2 separate regions of the Mus musculus genome follow, and region 2 is linked to region 1. Evidence: chromatin contacts called from public Hi-C data. All regions are on one chromosome and are shown on one strand. The core of a region is the stretch at or near the end of the contact, and the rest is flanking DNA. Distances in the headings are between cores, read along the strand shown.

Evidence for each region. A called contact is a pair of places that touch in the nucleus more often than the background predicts.
Region 2: a contact with region 1 is called in a Hi-C map of cerebral cortex, with 2.3 times the contacts expected there. The contact joins two enhancer-like sites. A contact is called at or near these places in 2 of 15 datasets of contacts at CTCF or cohesin (large pre-B cells and pro-B cells), 7 of 484 Hi-C or Micro-C datasets (the C2C12 cell line, the HL-1 cell line, the N1E-115 cell line and 4 more), 4 of 115 datasets of contacts at active chromatin or transcription factors (VIP interneurons, embryonic basal ganglia, neural progenitor cells and 1 more) and 1 of 9 other capture datasets (embryonic stem cells).

The regions. Positions count from the first base shown.
Region 1 is chr15:84,413,151-84,415,772 of GRCm38.p6, reverse strand. All of the region lies in intron 3 of Shisal1 (shisa like 1), which reads left to right. Among named protein-coding and RNA genes, the nearest start is that of Gm46527, 16 kb to the left of the region's middle. Within about 2 kb of position 1,327, at least 44 of the 459 cell types and tissues checked have an H3K27ac peak or open chromatin away from gene starts, as enhancers often do. A contact at or near this core is called in cerebral cortex, where this site is marked.
Region 2 is chr15:84,609,048-84,611,669 of GRCm38.p6, reverse strand. No RefSeq gene overlaps it. Among named protein-coding and RNA genes, the nearest start is that of Gm34201, 17 kb to the left of the region's middle. Within about 2 kb of position 1,334, at least 41 of the 459 cell types and tissues checked have an H3K27ac peak or open chromatin away from gene starts, as enhancers often do. A contact at or near this core is called in cerebral cortex, where this site is marked.

The DNA of each region.
Region 1 (2,622 bases), core at 78-2,577:
CTGGCCTTTGCTGGAAGGCCATGTCATACGCTAGTGTTACACTGTGTGAGTTGCTGACTCCCAGGCTGACTTCGTGTTTCTGGGGTTTAATTGTCCCAGGCTCTTTAGACCCTGAGTTTTAGAACCTGCTTATGTGATCCTCCTGCTCTGCGGGCCCTATCAGAACAAAACCAATTAGTCTGACTGGTATCCTCTACTGCAGCTAGCTTCACATAAGGATCAACTTTTGGTGATATCGTTTCTTTTTCAGTTTTTGGTGTTGACTGTTTCCACCCAAGAACACACACACAGCCTGTTTATTCATTTGATTCAAATTTTCTAGGCAAGTGTTCCACCACTGAGCTATCCCCAGCCCTTCGGGTTTTCTTTTGTAATGCTTTTGGTTTTCTATGTAGGGAAGACGTGGGTGACGTCCGCGTTTGTTTCTAGCTTGCTCTTTTCAACGCTGCTCTCAGAAATAGCCTCTCTTCCTTTTACCCTTCTGACTATGGATGATCAAAAATTAGGAGTCTTTATTCATGAATTCTGTCCTCAGTTTTTGTAACACCTTTTTGATCGATTCTCTCTTGTTTCCAGTTATGCCACTGGGGAGAAATAGCCCCATATCCCCCTTCCTTGCTCGTGAGGCAGGAGCTCATAGGGTGGCCCTGAACTTGCGCACTTGCACACAGCCTCCTGAGTCCTGATGCCAGCCTTACTTTCACAGTTTCTGGCTTTTGTTCGGTTATTGGTTGGTTTGGTTTTTCCAGTTGGGGTTTTCTCTGAGCAGCCTTGGCTGTCCTGGAACTCTCTCTGTAGGCCAGGCTGGTCTTGAACTCACAGAGATCCACGTGCCCCTGCTTCCCTAGCTTTTTGTTGTTCTTGGTTCTGTTTGCTTTTGGTTGGTTGGTTGGTTGGTTGGTTGGTTGGTTGGTTGGTTTTCCTTTTCCAACTGCATAGGCTAGTGTTTCTAAAACATGCCAACAGTCAGGCATTCTTATTATCCCTACATTATGGGAGGCTTCACCTCTTGCCCTGGGGATTGAAGGATTTCCCATGGTAGGAACAATGGACTGAAAGGGAATATTATGGAGTGGCTCTTGATAAGGATTATGGCAGTGCCGGGAGCAACAGGGCTGAGGAACTGAGCCTCTAGCTCCGTCTGCCTCTGGAGTTTGAGACTTTGCTACCAGACTCCGTTCCCTCTGGAGAAGGTGCCTCTTTCCTTTGGGTGGGCAGGAGATGCAGACTCTCTGACTATCATCCAAGCCTCTCCTCCTCCCACCCCGGCCAGCTCCTGAGAGCTCCTTTCTCAGCTGCACGGAGCTTCCCCTGAATATCCTGCCATCTGCTTGGGCCTCTGAATAATCCTGTGTGTGAAGTGGCTCAGCAAGCCCCGTCCATCATAGCAGGGGCTGGAACCAAGCCTGGAATTTGGCCTAAGCCTTTTGTGAGACCAGGGGCTGTTTCCATGATGGGGGAAGGGTAGTGCCAGGACTGGGGTTGAGACTCAGCGTGCTACAGGTGCCCTGGAAAAGCCAGGCAGAGGCTGGGCCCCCCACAAATAGACTTCCTCGAGGTCTGGCACCTGGGGTCTGGGAGCCTCCCTTAGAAGCCCACAGGTTTCTATAATCTGCTCCCACAGGGTTTCCCACAAAGCAGGCACAGGGGCCTGGCTGTTGCTGCTGGCTGCCAATACCCAGGGCCTTCCCCCAGAGGGAGTGGGAATGGTGATGCTCTGAAGCTTCGTTGAGTTTTTAATCCTTGGCTTTCGGAAGCACTCCAGGCGGGACAAGGCATCTGTGAGTCTCTGTGCTGTCTATCCTGCCGTGCTGGTCACAGGGACTCACAGCCACAGCTAGCTGGTTTGACACAGGAGAACAGTGGGGAATCTCAGACATCCTAGGGCTCTGGAGACCCCACCTTAGGAACTCTGGAGAGTCTTCTGGCAGAGGCAGACCTTAGAGGGAGGCTCAGGAAGGCACTCTGATGTTAGGGTCTGGTCCTCCTTCACTGTGAGATCACCTGGGCCTGGGCGGGACTATTCCAGCCTCTACCTGTCAGATGTAAGGACCAACCCACACCCACCCCGCTGACACCAGTGTCCCTTGACAGATGTGGGGCCTGCTGACCTAGGGCATCTTCCTTTGTAAGCAAGCGTCTAGCCATCTTCCTGATACTCCCTCTCCGTAGGGTGATACAGCTGGGCCCTGCTGTCTCACCACCAAGCCAGCACTCCTTCTAAGGGAGCCGAGGCAGCCAGACCTAGAAGTGAAGTCGGAATGAGTAACTCTGGGCAGACTCCTTGCAGAGGAGGAGTGGACATGGATGAGACTGGGTTAGGCCTGGCCTCCCAGGTGGGACAGGGCTTCCTAGACAAGGTCAGGGGGTGGGGTGGTGTGGGGGGTTCTCAACCAAGGGCGGGGCCTCCCAGCCAGGGGCAAGGCTTCTCAGCCAGGGGCGGGGCTTCCCAGCCAGAGGCAGGAACTCCCAATTGGTTGGGATAGGAATTCTATCCTGAAAGCTGTAAGCGGCATTTGTATCATAGAGCAAGCTATTGGGACGAGGACCCTGGGGACCTGATCAGTCCACAAAAGCCAGAATGTGGCTTGGGAGGGAATCAAGCCACACAGAGGGGCAGTG
Region 2 (2,622 bases), core at 85-2,584, 200 kb before region 1:
GGGTATACATCGGAATGTGATTCCTATGTATCTAGAATACACAGGAGGGTTCCTTCCTGCCCCTTCTGGCTCTAGGTTTTTCTGGAAACAGGGACATTTCCCTGGCCTCCTAGTTTCACCCCTCCCACTTCTGCTTTGCACCCCCCTAGACTCTCCTCTCTAGGTTTTTTTTTACATCCAAATTCCCTCTGGTAAGAACATAGTGATGGACCTGTGCCCACCCATCCAGTATGGTCTCCTGAGTCTCTGCTCACATCTCTCCTCTCTTGTCTCTCCCGCACTGGCCTTTTGTTTTCCTGGAACATTCCAAATTTACCATTCATGGTCTCCAAAGTACCAGACAAGCAGTCTTCACAGTGACACGGGTGGTGGGAGTCCTCACATGGGTGATCCGAGCTCCAGGCGGGCAGAACCGAAGTCTGGCATTGAGTGCCTTGTCTTGCTGTTGCTTCATTCTTGTGAGGCAGGTTAAGGATAAAGGAGTCGATGTGTGAGACAGTGATGGCCCCTCATGGGGTCGTGGCCCTGACTACTTGGCCTCATCTGAGAGGCCTGCACTGGTGTCCCCAGAGTCTGGAGTCACTGCTTCCAGGACAGCAGGACTTTGCAGAAGTGGGAGGCTGTGTCAAAGGAACACCGGCCTCTTGTTCGGTATTGCACAGATGATGAAGGGCAGAGTCCTGCAGGAGTTCCAGACCGCACAGCGCATCTGCCTGAGAGGTCTACTGTTAGAGGGTGGAGGAGAAGGGGCCCAGGGACGACTCAGAAGCCAGCTGCGGGGTTTCACGCACCCTGTCAAGCATTTATGCCGGACACAAATTGCCTTTCTTCTTTGTAGGCTTATTTCAGGCTTGACAGACCCATGAATATTTGATCAGGGAAATAATTTTCTCGGGCACTCGAGGTTGGAGGGACCCCAGAAAAGCAGGTGTCCCCTAAGGGACAGGAAGAAGCTATTGAGTGCTGAGAAGAGTAGGCTTGGGACTGGCCAGCTGTAAAACGTTGCTGGCTCTTCCTGGCTGGTGAGGGCAGTGGAAAGGGGCTTCTCTCTAGTCAGATGCAGGTGTATAGACTGGAAGCGGGTGTCCAGGTACAGGCAAGGACAGGATACTAGAGGGTCCAGCCTGCAGTTGGTGGGGTGGGCATATGCTCTCCTAGAGTGTCGTCATTATAAGGATTCAACCCCCACAGACATCTTCTGTGTCAATGAGCTCTGCTCCGAGAATACACTTGATCTACAAGTCACCTCAGATAGCATCCAAGGCTCTCCTGCTGATGTCAGCGCTCCCGCATCTGTGGGGAGATGGCGCTGATCAAGCTTTGCGCCTGCACGTGGGTGGCACTTGGAGCAGGGGTGTGGTGTATACACACAGAGCTCGTGTACTCAGCTGGCTCTGAGCTGGGGCTGGGAGCTCTTAGCTGCTTCTTCCTCTTTCTGGCTAGAGACAGGAGCTGCTTTGATCCCCACTAAGTGCGCTGTCTCTGGTGGGCGGGGCATGGAGCCTGTCTTCCAGATTAGAGACTTAAGAGCCAAGTTCTCCTCTGCAGGTGTTGGGGGGCGATTAAAGGAGTCAAAGCTAGTCCCTGCTGGCATGTTTTCATCTTCCTACTAGGGTTGCCAGCTCTGGCTTTAGCCACGTGACCTTCCCCAATCCACCTTGAATCTTGCATTGTCGAAGGGACATTACAGAGGCGAAGATAAGATTAGGACCCTGCAAGTAGGTAATTGTTCTGGAGTATCTAGATGGCCTGACGTGGCCACAGGGTCTTACAAGCAGTGATACTGAAGCAGAAGAAATTGCTCAGACAACGTGGTCTGGACTGGAAAGTTTTAAAACAGTCGGCATTATGGGAAAATAACAGATGTGGTCAAGTAAGTCTGGCTACTGTCATGGATGTCGTCACTCTAGTGTCCACAGGTGATGTGTGGCTCACCCCTGGATGGAGACTTAAGATGCCAATGAGACACAGGATGCATGAAGCTGGGCGTGGAACTACAAGTGAGGGAGAGCCTGTGCAGCAAGGACCGCTCTATGCAAATGAGCCCCCAAACCTTCCCTCTATCATCCAAGCCTTTTGTACTCTGCTGGTTGGGCTCACCCCTTGGTAGTGGATCTTTTGAAAAATCAGAGGCCATGGCTTCTGCTGTATCTGTGTGTCTCTGCTCAGTTCTTTCACGGGTGGGGGATGGGGTGGATAAGAACCTAGAACCCTTTACCCTCAAGGGCAGGGACAGGGCAAGATTGTTTCCCTAGTCCCCAGATTCCACCAGAGCACACCCCGTTTTATGGCTTGCTGACTATTGTTTAATCTGGGGCACAGTTCACTGGGAACTCCGGGGTGGGCTGGGTGGGTGCTGGTGGTGGTAAGCGATAGAGAAGATAAGAAAGTAACCGCATTGTGTCAGGCCTGTCCCCACCCACTCCAGAGAACACCGGGAGATTATCAGCAATTGTCTCTGAGGCCACCAGGAGAGGCCTCTCTGGGTCCTTTCTGTTCCCCATCACCTTCAGTGGTCACAGTCCACTGCTCAGCTCCTGCCCTGTTCCAGCAAAGTTTCTCAAAAAGGAAGCCACACCCCTTATATGCTGATTGACAGATGGGAACTTCAAACAACTGTAG